2 separate regions of the Bombyx mori genome follow, and region 2 is linked to region 1. Evidence: chromatin contacts called from public Hi-C data. All regions are on one chromosome and are shown on one strand. Each heading gives the region's core, a stretch centred on a gene start, on an enhancer-like site or on the middle of the called end of the contact. The rest is flanking DNA. Distances are from core to core; before and after follow the strand shown.

Evidence for each region. A called contact is a pair of places that touch in the nucleus more often than the background predicts.
Region 2: a contact with region 1 is called in a Hi-C map of whole pupa, with 5 times the contacts expected there. The contact joins the promoter of E74 here to the enhancer-like site in region 1. A contact is called at or near these places in 3 of 7 Hi-C or Micro-C datasets (midgut and whole pupa).

The regions. Positions count from the first base shown.
Region 1 is chr15:750,862-757,607 of ASM3026992v2, reverse strand. All of the region lies in intron 2 of E74 (transcription factor E74), which reads left to right. The region is part of intron 3 of LOC101739180 (U7 snRNA-associated Sm-like protein LSm11); the gene reads right to left. Among protein-coding and RNA genes, the nearest start is that of LOC101739180, 41 kb to the right of the region's middle. Within about 2 kb of position 3,022, at least 2 of the 8 cell types and tissues checked have open chromatin away from gene starts, as enhancers often do.
Region 2 is chr15:808,968-815,713 of ASM3026992v2, reverse strand. It overlaps E74 (transcription factor E74), which reads left to right and starts at 3,430. Exons shown (of 10, transcript NM_001043979.1): 1 at 3,430-3,734.

The DNA.
Region 1 (6,746 bases), core at 1,773-4,272:
CAACGTTCGGAAATAGTGTATAAACATTTTACTATATATTAACATCATTATTTCATTTTTCTCGGAACGGCAGGCAATTCGAAGACTCGAAGATTCTAGAACGGGCCTCTATGTTTTGTTGTCTTTTTGCCAGACCTGAACTGGTTCTTGAACTTAATGGGTACCAGATACTTTAGGTCAACGTAAACAAACAATGACATTCACTTACTAATCTGAGCATAAGCTGTTGTCGTTTTCCGGTGCTTCGAATCCCGCAGGCGAGTACCAATTTTTCTAATTAAATACGTACTTAACAAATGTTCGCGATTGACTTCCACGGTGAAGGAATAACATCGTGTAATAAAAATCAAACTCGCAAAATTATAATTTGCGTAATTACTTGTGGTAGGATCACTTGTGAGTACGCACGGGTAGGTACCACCGCCCTGCCTATTTCTGCCGTGACGCAGTAATGCGTTTCAGTTTGAAGGGTGGGGCAGCCGTTATACTGTAAAACTGAGAACGCATGTCTCAAGATGGGTGGCGACATTGACGTGGTTAATGTCTTTGGGCTCCAGTGACCATTTAACACCAGGTGGGCTGTGAGCTCTTCTATTCATCTAAGCCATAAAAAAAATTAAGAAGTTTATGTTTTGTTAATTCGTAATCTAGAGAGATGTAGGCTCACACGGTTGTGTTACCGCCATCCGGCCTATTTCTGTCACGAAGATGAGTTCCGGCTTGAAAGACGATATACCATTATTACGTATTATTAGGGTGAGTGGTTTCATTCTTCTTCTTTGGGTCCTTACAGCCATTGAACACCAGTTGGGCCGTGAGCCCAGTCACACATCTCCGCAATAAACATAAAATAGAATGAGAGGAATGGCGTGATTTAATTTTTTAAACCTACTTGACTAATTAATATCGAGTGTTTTTGTATTGATTTTGTGTTAAGAAATGGAAATAGTAAATCCTTTGCTAAAACGTAAGAACTGGCATCAGAATTCGGAAGCTGCAACAGTGACACGGGAGAGCATGCCAACGGCCGACAATGTCAGAAGCTCGGATCAAGAATAGTACATCGCGTGACGTTACGTAACTATGCCCAGTGCCCTTCGCCTTCACCGCGCCCAGCCGAATGTGTGTTTAGTGATCATCATAATATTGTTTTTAAAAATAACAGGGTTTTCAGTGTTATTCCGCTTTAAAACGGTTTACCTGCTTTTCGGACATGGTAATTTGAATGGCTTACTTTGAGACATGTGGAGGAATCCTGAAATTCACTACCGTTTCGCGGTCAATAACAATTACTTTTTAATAATGACAACAATTCGTTAAAACCTTTGAAAATATTAAAGAACTGTCGCGATAATGCAGTCTTCACTCTAGGTCGAACTAGCCTATTGAGAGGCACAGTCAAATCGCTGCTAGGGATTCCCTTGTGGTGTGGTTTGGTCACGATGGATTAGTAGTGTGTAACCATTCAAGTATGTAAACAGCTTTATTTAAAGTGCTTCTTCAGCACTACTGTCTTACTGTCTTGTAACTAAATACACCTTTCTACACAATAAACCGAACCTTCAAACTGAATGGACGTATTATTTCAAGTCTTCTAATCCATCGTGACCAGACCACACCACACCCTACAAACCTCATTTGAAGAAGGACAGATAGAACCCGAGGTAATCCGTGGTTTCTGGCTCTGATGACAGTTGTTGTAACAGTAAGCAGAGATAATACGATAGTCGCAAACATGAAAAATTGGAAGAGTCATACATATTTAAAAGTAGCTATGAAGATGCGATTACCGTACAGACTATAGAGTCTGTTACTTTTCCCACCCCTCCTACCTGTGACTTTGCTCGCCCACCTGTCATGGTGAAACTGGAAAGGCCTCTGGGCCAACAGTAATCCCTCATTCGTAAAAAAAAAGTCTGTTACGTCACTCGTGCATATTCTCAGTGCGTGACGGTTCCGCCACACTCAGCCAACATCTCAGCCTCAATAAACCTGTACTCCCGAACGGGAATCGTATTGTCCTCAGTTCATTAGCCAATAATAATAATAATAATAATAAGCCAATTTTATTTCCAAAAACAAAGAAAGAAAAAAAAAATACCTTATCATATAAAAAATTACAAAATTAAATATAAGCTTTTGTTATTGGAACCCCATTCGAGTATAGGCTTCCTCCAGCTTACTCCACTCTTCCCTATCCTTGGCTTTGTTGCTCCATTCTTTTCCAGTTGCTGCTATTATTTCGTCGATCTATCTGCAACTTGGTCGTCCTCTTCTTCTTTTACCCACTGTTCCTTCCCATGTTGTAGTTTCTAATGTCCATCTTTTATCCGTATATCTTTTTTTTAGCCGATTATTCCGTTTAAAAAACACACAAACACACACACAACCACACATAAAACCTTCCACGATGCTGGAGAAACGCGTCTGACGTCACAGCGCGAGCTGTCGCGTGCGGTTCACTTTCACTTCGGCAGCGTGCAGTCTCTATGCCGCACGTGTCTATCGGGAGCGACGACACCGCATGTATTTTAATCACGACACCTGACTAATCTGAGACTTAAATCATCATGTTGCTTTTTATTAACTCATGCAGGCTAGTGAGAAAGGTTTTTCTTTTTGTTAACAACCGCACGCGAGTATCTGGTACATGTACATTCAATGCAAACGTTATTCAAATCGCTGCACTAGAGTAGATACTTTTTTGATTGAGGAATCAGTTTACGGATACCCAGTCGATGGGGGTAAAGACTGGGTTATGGCAAACTCCGGCGCCTTCGAGGAAATTACGGCTGGAGGAAGACGCGCGAGATAGCCGCTGCCCCGCTAAACTGACTAGCAATAAAACCCCAACGAGCTCCCCTACCACAAGAATGGGCAGCGCGAGTCTTCCTTCGCCGGCACCCGTCGTGATGCTTGGACGGAATTGGCCACAACTTATCTGGGCGGCGCACCATGGTGCCAGCGTTGGCTGCCTCATCACAGGAGCTATTCAGCAGATACCGGGCATCACCAAGCACCTGAAGGCCCCTGCGAGAGCTGAGCAGGGATGCCATGTACGCACCGCCCATCCCGCCTTCTGCGCCGAGGTAGAGATCAAGAGAAAGCGGGATCAACCTACCCATCCTACTCCTCAGACTCTCGGAGATCAGGTCGAAAAAGTGGTCATGGCCTCCCAAGAGCTCCGATTCTCTATCATGCGGACACCAATCGCACTTATGGTAGATTACTGCTTAAGGACGTTTTTTAAATAATCATTAATAAAAAATTGTTATGAGTCCCGAAATTGACACTAAATTTCGAAATTCATAAATATTAAAGAATCCAATTTAGTAAAATTGTCGTATAAATTATATATAATTTATTTAAACAATTTTCTATTTGAAAACTTGAAATTGCGGACTTAGCAACTTATCTCGTTGGAAAGTTTTTTTTTTAATAGCTAGGTATAACCAGATGATGGTATCAGCAGTACAGGTACACTAAGCACAGAAACGTCTTTCGAAAAAGTAATAATATTATAACAGAATTTTTAACGAAAACACCAACCTAACAATAGTCCATATTCAAGTAGCATCACGTACACAAATAATGACTATTAATATATATAATATTTCAAGAAACTCTTCAGTAAACGTTTTCCTGTCCATCACGTTACGTTGTATTACAATAGACGCAGCATAACAATTACAGAGCAACAACACGAACGGAAGGAAAAATCGGTTTGTAAAGCGCCCGATACGCGCTCTGCCAAGGCTAGCCCGAGCCGATTGCGAGGTAACACTGCCGTGATCTTAATGCCAGATTAGGGCTCCGCTGGTACTTATTCAATTGATTTAGCTTGGAGATTTTTAAATCTTCTACATTATCCCTCTCTACAGCCAATAGTTTGGATAATTTTTATCGGAATTTTTCAAAGGAAAGGAATTTATGTCCTATTTTTATAGTATAGGAATATTGGTTACAAAAATTGTCTTTAAAATACTTTCTTTAGTTGGAGTAAATTGTTGAAAAAAGGTTTGATTAGTTTTCAATAGAATATTTATATCAACTTTGTTACTTTTGAAGTTTGTATGTCAATATTTTTTTTATCCTACCTAAGCGGTGAGCTCACGGGGCTCAAACCTGACGACATTGCTAACACGAACCCTAGCAAGAGCCGTGCTTCGCAGAATCTACTACCGGATCGGAAACGCCACCAACTGAGAAGATCCGGCGAGAAACTCAGTGGGCTGTGTCCGTGGGTTCATTTACTCGTCGAGCCCTTCGTCGTAAGTGACGGGTTCGACGAGAACGATGACCGGTGCTTGAGGTACTTAAAAGCACCGTTAGTGGATCAGGAGGATCCGAAATGCGTGTTTTGGGCGACGTCGACTGCTTTCCATTCTGTCCGCAGGATCGGGAATGTAGTTACCGGCGGCCACGATCAGAGGGTTCTCGTGTCGTGCCGCTTTGTCGATGGGACGCATTGATGCCGCTGTAGATACTGTGTATGAAACGCAATCTATTTTTATATGAACATTATTTATCGCCAATAATTCACACTCTGACACATGATTCATTTTTCTGAGCGTGTATTTTCGATCATGTATAATCTGCAATTATCATTGTGATTTTCATAATAGCATCATTGCATACGTCATAATCAATGGTTGCGCTTCTAATTATCGTTTTAGCTGTTTTCCACTTTGAATATGTAAACACGAAACCCAAATAATTCTCAAGGTTCCCTACAAACGCGGATGCCGCTTCACGGTCGTCAATTAAAATAATCGCTATGTAAATAAATAACATGTATCTTCATCAAATAATTTATTAAAAGCCGGGCCTAACAGAATTAAAGTGTTTCGAAATAGCTTAAATGTTTCACAATTCAAATTAGTTCCCAGAAGTGAGAGTAATGTTGTCGTCCAAGTGGCCGTTCTTGTTTGTGAGGTAGTTGGTACTTTTGAAGAGATTTTCCACCGAGCGAGGGTATACTTCTAAAATTCCGAAGGGAATCCAAACCTTATTGTTTGGAACATGTTCAAGATTTCACAAAAGACGATTTATGTTCACCAAAGATAATCGCTACATACGGACACTGTGCTAAGGTTGGCGGGTTACACCAATATTAAAACAGTTATGTTCTATCAGTAGTACTACATTAATCTCCGGTTTACGGTATTCAGTACGACCGGACCAATCACTCCCTAATACAAAGTATTCCATTTAACGAGCAGTTAAACATAATAATATCATTTATGAGTCCTGTTCATCGCACGAACCGTAAATATACGGTAATCTCGCGTAATCCTTGATGTTCATAATTCAAAGGCCACATTATTTTCGGTTGACTTCGCAAAGTTCAATGACAGATATTAATAAATTCACTGCATTTAATATAGGTCACTATAAAAGGCTGCCGTCAGTACGTTCGGAGGACTTGTGTATTCGGCGCTTATATTGACCTATCTCTCTATATATCTGAATGCAAATGGAATCAATTAATCGGATAAATAAATTATGACACAAGGTTAAGTTGCCGATCGGTGCCAATCCTAGGACAGGCGACTGGCGTTATGTGATCATCACTTGCAACTATGGTGTACGTAAAATGTTCGAGAGAAATTCATTAATAATATTGTCCGTTTACTAATAAAATTGTTGAAATACGGTATAAAACTAATAAAATAAAAACTTGAATTGTAATAAAAGCTGTCATGTCCATCATAGCGGAACGCGTTAGTGCTATGCGGAAAAATTGGGTAGAAAGTCAGTATTTACCCGTGGGGACTCACAACATACGAATAACAACAACAATAAACAAATATACATATAAGCTAACAAAGATTTGATTATGGTTACCTATTTTAATCATTGAGAAAAAATGATACCTGTTTCATCATTGAACTTCGACTTACTCATTAGGAAACTTTACAGACATTTCTCCGATATCAGTCAGTCTGTGCTGTCAGGTATTCTCATCAATATTAGTCAATATTAAAACGTCGTAACGTTGGGATTGAGTAGCGATAAAATTTGAACTTTACGACTGACAGACGAAAACTTACAACAAAAACTAGAACACCAGAAGCTAAAGGACAAAGTTCATTAGTTAGTGATGAGTTCAACGATACCAGCCCCGACCTTGAAAACAATCCAAAAACGCTCAACACAAAACTCCAGTGTGACCATTGACCGCTAGAGAAAGTAAACATTCGCGACGAACGCACGGCCTTGTGGAGGCCGTTTGTCGTTCACAAACAACCTGAACCAGATTTTAACTAATACGAAACAGAGTCCAAATCACCTTGTTGGACATACGAAAAAATAACCGACGTAATACCAACGGAGATTATGTTTTAAGTGGACGTATTAAGGTTGGGTATTGCGCAACGATCGGTGTCATATTGTACGTCTAGCAGTGAAAGTGAATGGTGTCGCACGCGGAAGCGACGGTGGAGGTGCAGTTATAATGTGATTAACGTTTACCGATCGTGTCATTAATTATTCTATTCGTCTATTTGTAGTTAAGGCTGGTGTTCAATCGTTCGAATTTGGAGAGTATTTTACATTTGGCTGCAACTCGATTGCGGATGTGAACGATTACTTTTAAAGATCCCCTTTTGATTGAAGGCACTTTTTCGATCCTCTATTATTGTACCCATAAATGACCATCATTGGTCGTAAAATGTATTCAGAATAATACGAAATGACGAAGTTAAATGAAGAAAAATCTTGTTAAAGTAAGGCATTTTAAAATC
Region 2 (6,746 bases), core at 2,181-4,680, 58 kb before region 1:
TGTTCACCTAAAACTCGAGAACTGTTAGTTCAATAGATATGAAACTTTGTAGGTACACACGAGTATATAAAGGGCGACATGACCACTCTGACGAACATAATTATAGTAGTGCCGGATAGGTGGCGCTGGTGGCAGTGATTTTTCCTTTGAACCAGTGTTCGAATTGATATCAAATTCTGTATATATACTTGCCGTAGCATTGGACCACCACTAATATGGTTTTTAGTGAAGCGAAGCGGACGGGGCACAAGCTAGAGTAGATATGTACTTGTTGAAGTGAAACTTCCTTATCGGCGTTGGAAAAAAATTTACCGTCACATTTTTCGGTTACGCGTCACATTTTTCCGTTACGCGCCATCTTTTTTGTATTCATGTCTATGATAATAAAATCCTTTTGTTTAAACTTTATCTAATTTAACTTTTTTGTATTCATGTCTATGATAATAAAATCCTTTTGTTTAAACTTTATCTAATTTAACTTTATTTAACCAATTTCTAGAAAGTTGCATGTAGATCATTTTTCGAAAAATAAGGCCATAAACAAGTTTCACTTCTTACGTGTGTACACTAGTACACGCACACATTTTTTTTTTTTACCTAGGAACATACTTCCTATAATAAGATTTTTTTTTATTGCTTAGATGGGTCGAGGAGGTCACAGCCCGCCTGGTGTTAAGTGGTTACTGAAGCCCTTAGACATCTACAACGTAAATGCGCCACCCACCTTGATATATAAGTTCTAAGGTCTCAGTATAGTTACAACGGCTGTCCCACCCTTCAAACTGAAACGCACTACTGCTTCACGGCAGAAATAGGCAGGGCGGTGGTACCTACCCACGCGGACTCACAAGAGGCCCTACCACCAGTATTACGCAAATTATAATTTTGCGGGTCTTCTTATCCTTTAGGACACGATGACTAGATATGTAAATCATCATTCCCTATGTACGGTTTCTGCATTTGCGGCATCTTGGCGGAACATATACCTACGCGAGTAAAAAGCTTTTACTGTAAAAAAATTTAAAGAAAGTTACGTGCCATTTTCATCTATATTGGGCAACGATTATCTATTGAAGAGCCGAGCATCGTTCTTGTCGAACCCGTCACTTGCAACGAAGGTCTCGGCGAGTAAATTAACCCACAGACACAGCCCACTGACTTTCTCGCCGGATCTTTCAGTGAGTCGCGTTTCCGATCCGGTGGTAGATTCTGCGAAGCACGGCTCTTCCTAGGGTTCATGTTAGTAACGTCGTCAGGTTTGAGCCCCGCGAGCTCACCTACTATTTCGGTGAATCTAGAATAACCCCTCGAGGTTACTATAATAGGTAGGAAAAAAAATATGAAAAAGTTTTAATAAATAAACGAAAATAAACTTGTTTTTTTTCAAAACTTTTAATAAATATCAATACAATATTTTAACAATAATACATAGAATGAATCTTGTGGTAACAATGATAACGGTCGAATTTCGATAATTTGACGAACACTAGCACATTAATAGTTAAAATTAAGGGACATAAAAATAGATCCAAATTTTTGAGTAATTTTGAACATATTGCGACTCGTAGGAAGTTAGTTGTTCGGTAGAAAAAAAAAACCAAGCTAAATTTTCAATTTTCTAATATTCAGATCTGGTAATGACAGTGTCCAGCTTGCCACCAACACCTGAAGTGGTGACCAGGATCACTCAGTCAAGAGCAATACCGACAAAGGAGAAGAATGACAATGTTTATCATGTTCAGTTTCTTTTATAAGATAATTTTTGTCAGAATTACGGCCCTTGGAAAATCATTTCATTGATAAAACGCATCATTGAAAATTGGTGACGATTATTTAATATTGATTTTCTGCACGATTGAGATACAAGTGAAGAAGCCTTAATATAATAAATAAAAATAAAAACCTTTTATTTCAAGACATCAGTCTCATATTGTGTTAGTATTACAAAGAACTTACGAACTATGTTAGTATTTAAATAAATTGAATATAATGAATTAATATATTGAATATAATGAGTTAATATATATAAATGAATTGCTGTTCGTTAGTCTCGCTAAGAGAACAGCTGGACCGATTTGGCTAATTTTGGTCTTGAATTATTTGTGGAGGTCCAGAGAAGGTTTAAAAGGTAGACTTAAGCATGAAAATGTTCGGAATTAAACGTCGGACGGATTCATTTTGTTTGTTTTAAATTTATTTTATACAAAAGTTTAGGTCTTTTATTTATCGATTGAGGCACTACGAAGTCTGCCGGGTCAGCTAGTAGAAGATATAATTGCTGCTTAATGGGTCGAGCATTTGCGTTTGGTATTAATTTCGATACAATACTATATAGCTTCTCGTAAAACTGCATCCACGATACCATTTGAATTCAGCTGCTCATCTCAAGAATTGAAATTGAGTCTCAGTTCCATTGGAAAAACTGAAGTCGTATTCTTTAGAACGGAACGCGCAAAAGCTTCGCGTTCGAAAGCTCACGCCACGCCCGAGGAACTACCACTAGTTACTATAAGTCCAGTAACTTCGTTGCCAAAAATTTGAAGATTCTAGATGATGGGCCAAGCGCTGGGTCAAACGTGGTCAACTATTTATAGGCGGACTAAAGCAATTAGTCACAGTATCATAAATAATTTATGCTTTTGGCTAAAGTCTCATGTAAGAGGTTCAATATTTTCGTATTATTTTTGTATTTTAATTGTCGTGTCAATATTCGCTGTTGGCCGGCTAATATCAGGTGTGTCTTCAGGTTCGCCCGTTTGATCTAATTTAAAATTTCCGATTATATTTTCTTTAATTAATTTTTCAGTTCCAAGTACACTTGATAAGATTAGCGTTAGTCATCAATCTGAAACTGGATGGATATCGCAATGAAATTTATCAGTATAATCTATACTCTGGTATTTCCAGCCCAATTATTGGGAAAAGACAAAATTAGGTACATGTTTAGCCTCAAAATTGTAACGGTTTTACGTTATAATCAGATTTTCTCTAGTCAAGAAAATCAATATGTAAGTAACCTTTTAGATTTTGACATAAAGCTCTTTCATTTATTTAAAAATCCTAAATCGCCAGTAATTTTGTTTTTGCCGACAAACATAATCGGATATTCGTGGAAAAACCTTTCATAATGTGAGGAGCGTGCCGCGCATTGATTTGGGGACTTTAGGCCAGATTTGTCTAAAAGTATAATACAGTATTTAGAATTCTACAATGAAAACACGTGCTAAGCGTACTCAGAAAACTTTTAACGGATTAAATCAGTCTGAAGGTACTGTTATGTAAAAAATTGAACTGTTTATTGGATGGGAGGCATTTTGACCTAATTCATTTTCGTCAATTTCAGGGTTCCACAATGATAACATTAGTGCCGTTGTAATAATACACGCGATCGGCCTCCGCACGCCGACAGGGGCGCGGTGTGACCAGTTCAGTGACTCGTGAGCCGCCGTCGGATGCGGACGTCAGTGAGCGACGCCCCGCTCTCACAAACAGCTCGACGTACGAGCGCAGCCTACAACGTTTTGGAACTCCGTGAGACGTGAATTTGTTTACGAGAACGAAGTAAAAAAACAAACCTTTGACAGTGACAGCAGTTTTGAGAGTGCTTTTTTGGAATTTTTTGACAAAAGATTTTTCGTTATATGCCAGGTTTTTTTTTTTGAGTTTCATGAATATTTTTTTGTGTGGATGTGTTGGAAGGATCAGTGAACCTTTTGGATTGCTTTTTGGACTTGGTAAGTAACAAAACAATCATCGTTATGTTCTATGTATTACTTTATTGACAAAGTAATCTTTTTTGTTACTGAGAAAAAAAAAATGTTGACATTGTGATAACATGCGTCAACTAAATAACTCTGTTTTAAAAATTCATAAGTAAGCATTGCATCGTTCATGTCAAAATATTTCAGTAAGGAGTACATATTATTAGCGTACATATTTTGGTAATACACATTTGAATAAATATATGTACGGTTTGATCTTGCGTTAGTTTGTTATTTTCTCAAATAAATTAACTAGTTGTGATACAAACTATGAATTATTGCACATATTGATTTATAGAATAAACAGAATCTAAATTATATTGTTTCGCTGTTTATTGTATAAGCTCCGGTAGTCCGGTATACTTACGTTTTTATTTATTATTAATATTTTTTCTTCATGTAATAAGTAATTTAATTTTAATAACAAAATTATGTATTCCACTTGTATGCTACATGTAATGTATAAAATAATATATAAAAAACATTAAAAATATCTACATTTCTATCAAATTTAAATTGAATAGACTAATTAATTAATAGCAACGTTTTTTCTTAAGTTTTGACCTCGAAATTGCCATCACTATTAATTATACTACTATAAACGTAATTCTCTAGAAAACGAATTTTCCGGCGAAACGTGAAAAGACCGACAGAATGGCTTCAGTGTCGCAGCGACAAAATCCTCTAATGTGCAACACACTTTATTCTTAAGGTCGAACTAAAATAGCAATTAAGGCATACAATCATCGAGCTGGTGTTTAGGCAGTGACCTTGCTCAGTTATCTCTCTGAATTACGCAGACTGCACGAACTATTGCCGAACAATTGGGCACAATTCTTAAGGGTTTTTCATTCACTCATATGAGCATTGTTGTAATAAAAAAAAAGTACGATGGATAATCTTTCAAAATCTCTTCTAGTCATTTCGGTCTTTAAAGGTAGAAAAGGCGTAATACGCAAGTAGGACTTCGACAAAGCTAGCCGGTAGCATTTACGTCTAAAGCTGCTTTCAGACTACACTATACTATAGTGCCGTAAGTAAGCCAATAATATATAGTACAGTACAGTGTGAACGTGTCCATAACAATATGGTACGCGATATTGTTGTGCTATTTACTAAATGCTATTATATTATAGCGTAATTTGAAAGCAGCTTTAGTGTCAATGGTCAATCATTGCTGAACCTCACGTGAGACCTTTGTTAAAATCTTTACCGTTCAGAGGCTTTGCCGTTTGGAGGACAGACTGTCGATTGTCAAACGTATGAGATTAATGTCAGGGTTAATGGCATAGTCGGTGTATTTCCTTAATTTTTCTCTAGAATTTTAATACTGCCGGTTTTTGTGAAGCCATACGGTTTGGTATCGTCAATCTCTCACTTTTTTTTTTTATTGCTTAGATGTTTGGACGAGCTCACAGCCCACCTGGTGTTAAGTGGTTACTGGAGCCCATAGACATCTACAGCGTAAATGCGCCACCCACCTTGAGATATAAGTTCTAAGGTCTCAGTATAGTTTCAACGGCTGCCCCACCCTTCAAACCGAAACGCATTACTGCTTCACGGCAGAAATAGGCGGGGCGGTGGTACCTACCCGTGCGGACTCACAAGAGGTCCTACCACCAGTAAAAAACACTTTACGTCCCTGTAATCGATTGAGATTTGAAGAGCGGGAAATTCTTCATTTGCAATCTGGGATCGATGTCGCATCTCGGTGTGGGTGGCCGCGACGCCGTGAGCCCTAGTGGTTACAGAGGTTAGTTGGTTGGGTGTTTTAGCCTTGTCAGTTGTAATGGTTACTAATCTTATCTCGAGGTTCAGATTCGATTCTCGGTCGCAGCCATTGCGGAAACATTTCGTCTGAGTTTACTCTCGTCTCCCGCCTGTGTATGAATCGGGCACACGTTACACAGACTACAATTGTGGCTTAATTGAATGTAGTAAATGTTTAATTTTAAATATTGATCATCGACCTGCCTTCTGCGACTTGTTTTACTTAACGAGGTCAAAGTCTGAGGTGTTTTGGACCTGATCATCGTCTGGTGAGACTTTCACGGACAAACGCGCGGCGTATAAAAGAAACTACAGATTAAGCCTTCAAATAAATAAAAGGCACGATGATTTGTCACGGCAACGCATATGTGCTCACGATACCAGTAAAACTCACGTGTGTTCACGAGCACTCACGAATGCTCACGAGACTAATTTTGTTTCTCTTTAACTTGCCAGTCGCGATCGCTGTTCTGTTGATATTATAAATGCTTAACATAGTCCACAGACATCACAATGTAAATTCCGATATCGACATGAGCCCGATGTCTCAATGGTATTCTAAAGCGACTGGAGAAAAATGCAAAAGCCAGTTATAAAGTTATGGTGTTCACACTAACTTAAACGCCCAGCGGGATACGATAGAGCTTTACAAGGTAGTCATAAAATGAAAACTCCTAGGAAGGCAATGTTAGACGACAGTGTTTTGATTTTCGTAATTTATCTGTCTAAACAGTTAAGGATTAAAAGCACCTCGCGAAGACTTGTTGTGCTTTCAGTTATTATGTACATAACGAAAGTGCGTAGTTTTGAAATTGTACTCCACACAGCTCCACGTCATTGTTAAACAAACGTCCCAAATGCGGCGGCCTTCGCTAAGGAATCGAACCCGGATCTGCTTCGTCGAGGAGACGATATAGTAATTTCACAAATTATAATTTTGCGGGTTTGATTTACATGATGTTATTCCTTCACCGTGGTAGTCAATCGTGAACATTTGTTAAGTACATATTTCATTAGAAAAATTGGTACCCGCCTGCGGGATTCGAACACCGGTGCATCGCTAGATACGAATGCACTGGACGTTTTATCCTTTAGGCCACGAAGACTTCAAACTTCGACTTCTGTTGCTTTAGTTATATTTAATGAACTTGTTGAACTAGTGAAGACACTGAATGAAGCCATAAATACTACCGTTTATTTATGCGGTTAGAATAA